Regions from separate parts of the Mus musculus genome. Here region 2 is linked to region 1. A link is a contact called in public promoter capture Hi-C data. All regions are on one chromosome and are shown on one strand. Each heading gives the region's core, a stretch centred on a gene start, on an enhancer-like site or on the middle of the called end of the contact. The rest is flanking DNA. Distances are from core to core; before and after follow the strand shown.

The links. Promoter capture Hi-C pulls out the DNA fragments that hold promoters and counts their contacts.
Region 2: a contact with region 1 is called in a promoter capture Hi-C map of erythroid cells, with 17 times the contacts expected there. The contact joins the promoter of Pias1 here to the promoter of Senp8 in region 1. A contact is called at or near these places in 2 of 39 promoter capture datasets (erythroid cells and pre-B cells).

What each region holds. Positions count from the first base shown.
Region 1 is chr9:59,749,277-59,752,044 of GRCm38.p6, forward strand. Senp8 (SUMO/sentrin specific peptidase 8) reads right to left here and starts at 1,373. Exons shown (of 2, transcript NM_027838.3): 1 at 1,302-1,373. Myo9a (myosin IXa) reads left to right here and starts at 1,898. Exons shown (of 44, transcript NM_173018.2): 1 at 1,898-2,069.
Region 2 is chr9:62,979,456-62,982,223 of GRCm38.p6, forward strand. Pias1 (protein inhibitor of activated STAT 1) reads right to left here and starts at 1,424. Exons shown (of 14, transcript NM_019663.3): 1 at 1,393-1,424. The coding sequence starts at 1,416. Gm35574 (a long non-coding RNA gene) reads left to right here and starts at 1,059. Exons shown (of 6, transcript XR_379535.2): 1 at 1,059-1,072.

The DNA.
Region 1 (2,768 bases), core at 123-2,622:
GCTTCTCATCTTATCTTCAATTCTTTCTCGTCAAAGGATTCCTGCTTTTAAGGTTTGGAAATCAACTCCCTCAGCTTCTTGTCTATTCACACCACTCATCGCTCCTGTGTAGCTTGCTGGACTCTACCCTTAACATTAGTCATCTAGTGAGCTATAGTTTGTTGGAGGGGTATTAGTTTTACTTAAAAAAAGAAAAAAAAAAAAGCATCCTAGGTGATTCTAATGGACGGACAAGCTCGTGTTCTCCTGCTGTTTTTCTCTTCTCTACCCCTCCTCACCCTTAGTCATTCACTTTCAGGTTCCATGGCTCACCCTTCACTCACCCATCACGCCCCGACCTCCCCAAGTCAGGACTGACCCAGAGCCCAGAATCTAGTGCTTGTTCTACTCACTGAGCTAAACTTCACTTTATTCTTTGAGGCAAGGTTTCACTATGTATCCCCTGCTAGCCTGAAACTCGGCGTGTACTACCATATCTGCTTTTTTTTTTTTTTTTTTTTTTTTTTTTAAAATTGGCTCAGACTGGCTTCCCACTTGGAGATCTAGCTGCCTTATTCTTTCAGGAGCTAACAGGCCAGCCATCCCAGGCAATCAGCCATCTTCAAAAACAGCCTTTGCACCTGCATCTGATTATTTCTTGCACTTGTTATAGTTAAGTTTCCCCCGCCTTGTGATCAAGATTGGCCTTAAATTCACTCGCCACATAGTCTAGTTGTTTCAAATGGAAGTCTACCTGCGCGGTTTTTACTAGGTATATGCCAATCCTCTTGCTTTTTACTCTTAGGTTGTTTGTCACATGCCTTTGTACTAGCCTTTCTCTACTCCCATTTTCTTTCTGGCCAGTTTCGGTCCACCAAGGTTTTAACACGAGTTCTCCACAGGCCTGAAAGTCATTTGGGAAAAGTCCTCTTCTGCAATCAAGGACCCCCCCCCCCCCACTCCCCCGTTTGTGTTCAGCTCATCCCGTGTTATTTTACTGTGTTACCATTGCGGATTCTTTGTTTCCTACATCACAGCACTTCAAAAGAGCGGATATTTTTTCATTTTCTTCTAATATTCTGGATTTTACAGCATAGAAACAACTCAGTGAAAAGTCTGTGGAATGAATGGAAAGAAATACTTGGCCACGGGGGCGGGAACAAGTGGGGGGAGGGGCGTGCGTGTGTGGAAAAGGGGCGGCGCTGAGAATCCAGCTGCAGAATGAGGAAGGGGCTCGGACACACTAGAGTCTGCGTGGAGCGCAAAGCGATCCACTGCTTCCAAAAACTGAGACAAACCTAAGTAGGGAGGAGGCGTCTTACCTATTCCTCAGGCCTCACCAACCCAACCAGCCTTCAGGGAGCTCTGTACTGGCCGGAAAGTGAGACTTAAGGTCGTAATCCCAGAGTTTGCCTTTCCAACCTTACGACGTTTTTATGTAGTAATCGAGAATCTAACACGGAGGTCTCAGCCCTGCCGTAAAGTGAAGAAGGAATGGGGAGGCGGGGCCATTCGGAGGGTGGAAAATAGGCGTGTCCGCGCAAGCGCAGGCAGCCCGCTCCAGCAGCGTCACGTGCGGAGGCGGGGCCGGGCGGGGCTGTCCGGGGCTTGGCAGCAGGGGGCGTGGGAGGTAAGTGCGCGCGCGCCTGCTCGGCTGCTGCTGGAGAGCCGCGCGGGGCGGGGCCGCGTGAGCGGGGTCGGGGGCGCGCAGGCCTGAGAGGACTGGGGACGCAGAGGCAGTTGGCGGTGGCCGTCGGAAAGTCCTGGCAGGACGGGGAGGGACTGCGGCGGAGATACCGGTCCCCGGGCAAAAGCAGGGACCGCGGTTTAGCTTCCAACGCGTGCTCTCTGGGCGGGGTGCGGCGGGGGATGTGCCTGCCCAGTCCGGGCGGAGTCTCTCTGACAGGGCGGGGGATGCGCGGCCGCCGCTCTCTCGGACCCTGAGGCGACTGGGCCCACCCTCGCGGAACCCTCCTACCCCCCGGCGGCCTCGGCCTCTGCTTTCTCCTTCTGACCCTGGAAACCGAGCTGGGGAAGCGGCTACCGCCGAAGAGGAAGGGGCTGTGGTGGCCACCGCGGCGCAGCCAGAGGTAAGACCCGCCCCAGCACCCAGCGGCCCTGCCGCCTGGCCTGGCCCGGCCCACGTCTCCCGCTCGGCTCTTTGGCTCCCGGAGGGCTGCCCCGCCCCGCCCCGGCGGAGACGCCCCGCCAGCAGCTCTGCCCCTAAAGCCTAGCAATCGCCGGAGTACCGCCGGGATTCCACCCCCAGACTCGACTCTCCCGTACCTTTCATTGACCAGACACCATTCTGTCCACCAGTAGCCGCGGCGCTTCTGTCACTGGCCCCCTTCCACCTCCTGCTAGAACCTCTTTAGACCCTCTTTAGGACTCTGACTGGAACCTCTAGACACCGTTATGTCGGAGCGGATCCTTGTCTGGGAACCAAGGCCACTACTGCTTCCTAATGCATTGCTACGTCCCAGATCTTTGGGTATCCTACGAGTCATCGCTACCCGAGCTTTCATAGGGACCCTCACGCAGCTTACTTCCAGTCAGGTTTGCTAGGTTTTCCCCCTACCCATACGAGCTTTCAGATAGCCCAATGTCATGATGCTCTTACCTAGTAGGTCTCCGGTTAGCCCTTCAAATCACCATCAGAGTGCTGGATCGCCCCCTCACACCCCCCCCCCCCCCGCCCTGGTGTAGTTTCTCTAGAAGACCTCTTAAGCAAACCTTGTTACCTGATTTCTAACCAATCGGGATCTTTGGTTGAAAAGAAGTTTCCAGGA
Region 2 (2,768 bases), core at 174-2,673, 3.2 Mb after region 1:
CCAATCTCCACTCTGACAGAGATGTGCTATAACCAGCTGTTTGGTTCGCACACAGGAAGCCAGAGAAGGGAATACCATGTTCAGAGCCTCTAAATAATATGCGTTAGTTAAGAACTGCCTGCCTGCTACTAAACCAGAATTATTCAAGCAGAGACCCATTTGTCACAATCCAATCATAAGGGTTCCACCAGCCCTCCCCCAACTGCTTGTGTAGTGGTATATGTGCTTCAGTAAAGGAGCCATCATCAGGTAAAGATTGGGGTGGGAGAAAAAGCGGGGGAAAGGGGGCACCCTTTCATCTAATTTCGCGAGGCATGAGTAATTGGTACAGTTGAGAGGAACGATGGAACGTTCTATTTATTGGAGGTTGGGGTGGGATGGGGGGTGGGTGGGAGGAGAATTTCGTTTAAATCAACATGGCCAGCAAGATGTCCCTAACAAACAAAAGGCAACGGGGGATATAAACACGAACCATTCACCTCCATCAGCTATAGCATCGCCATCATGGTGTGTTTAGAGACCCCCAAGGCTGCTCTCATCTGCCACACCAGAGACAGCAAGAGTGCAGAGAGGTGGCTGCATCCCCACCACCGCTCCCAAAAGCACACTCTTTCAATGGGTTGCTCCCCACCACCACACACACACCCTCCCCGGTGGCCCGAAATCAAGAGAGAAACAGTAACGTCCCGCCCGGGCAGACTCCCCCTGCAACCCTTTAGCCGAACCCCCAACGCCGGCTCCGGGCTCGCTAAACTTTCCAAGAGCTTCTCCCTCGTATTCCCTAGCCGATTGCCCCGGGATCGCGCATTCCCTCTGGCCGGGCACCCATTGACAGGCGGGCGGGCAGCGGCGGCAAGCGAGGCGGGGGCGCCTGGGCGCCGCGGAGGGGCGGGGCGGCCGGAGCCAAGTTCCCGGGGGTCCGAGCGCTGCGCCTGACAGGAGCCCGGGACGGCGAAAGAGGAAGAGGAAGCGGCAGCGGGGCAGTTTTCCCGATCCCCCTCTTCCCAGAGCAGCCTACACCCCCCCACCCCCTGGCTGCCCATGGGGGGGGGGGGGGGAGGCGGGCTGCAAGGTAAGGCACCCAGGCCCCGGGGACCGCCGCTGCCGCCACGTCCCGACTCACTCTCTCTTCGCCCCGCCACCCCCGCCAGAGGCGCCCACAACAATAACACGCCGGGGACGACCCGTCAGCGCCCCCGAGGCACCCGGGGCCCACGGCCCGCCGCAGCCAGGCCCCCTCCACTAAGGCCCGGAGCGCCTCTCCCGCCTACAACTCCAGACTCGGGTGGAGCCCGGCCCGAGCGGGCCCCCCAGGGTCCGACCCATCCCCCCGGCAGCCGCGGCGCCGTCTCCGCGGCCGAATATTAGAAGTGAATTCGAGCTGCGCTTTACCTTTAGTTCCGCACTGTCCGCCATCTTGCGTCTGTCAGCGCAAGCGCAATGAAGCTCGCCGGGGGCCGCGCTGGAACCTCCCCTCTAGCGGACTTGACTCCGCCTCCACCCCGCCCCTCAGCCTTCCCGCTCCGCCCCTGGCCTCCGCCCCACTCCAGGAGCTCGCTGCCCCGCCCCGGGCACGCACAGCTGCGAGACCCACACGCACTATTTAAATAATGGCGCCAAGCGGGAGTTTGACAGTTACTACCCCCTCGGCCTCCCCGCCCCCACACTGGCCGAGCCAGTAGCGCCCAGGGAAGAGGCCACATCTGGGGAGGTGTTGGCCTCAGTCTCATCCTTCGGCTGCCCTCTGAGCCCCAGTTGACTGAAGCCACGGCGCGCCCCCATGCGCAAGATGCGTTCTGCACCTGTACCCTACCCAGCTGCCGGTCGATCACAACTAGCCAATTAGTCAGTTTTGTCTAAGGAGAATTTGACGAAGCGTTTCTGGGTTTACGCAGATCCTCATGATGAGGCAGTTAGGCCAAAAAAGAAAAAAAAAAAAAAATATATATATATATATATATATCATTCCCATGGTATCTTTTCCGAAATAAAAGCTCTGAGGGGAAAAAGGGACTCTCCTAAACAGCATTTAACAGTAGTAGCTAAGGCAAATTCTGAAGACATTTATTCATCGCGTCACCCTGGGTAGTCAGAAATTAGAGAAGATCCCTGACCTGTCGCTCATGGGGTACAGATCTGTGAACTATTAAGATATAATTACTAATGGTGATGAACAGCATAGAGATTAAAAGGCTCACCAAGAGAAAAATGGATTGGGGGGGGTGGGGTGTGCTTAATCCCAGAAGGGTTTTCTTCACCTACATTGATATTTAGACTTACTCCTATCTACTAAAAGCTTCCTTCAAAACCCCAGCCTTTTTTAACTGATCAACTTTTTACTATCAAAATCCTCTTAACATTTGGGTTACTCTGAATTCAAGAAGGCCAGGTCCTGACCAGTGACCTGGATTATTTCACTCCCACATGCCCACATGTTTTACTCCAGTATCTTTATAGTTCCAACCCCCTTTCTTCAAGGAATCATTTTCATCAGCATATAAACATAACCAAAATTCCTTACTTAAATTTATGCTTCCTCTGGATCCAAAATTACCTTCAATGGGTACTCTATTTCTCCGCTTTCTTCACTGAATAAATTCACAAACAAGACTTCATTTTTCTACAAGTACTTGTTCCCATTTCTTCAGTGGCATTACCTCCAAACCTATCCTGAGGCAGCTCCACTGCCTGCCCTATCTTGAGCTCTCATCTACACCTTTTCGAAGCCCACTCTCAGTTCCCAGGGCTTACCTCAATTGCCTAGAGGG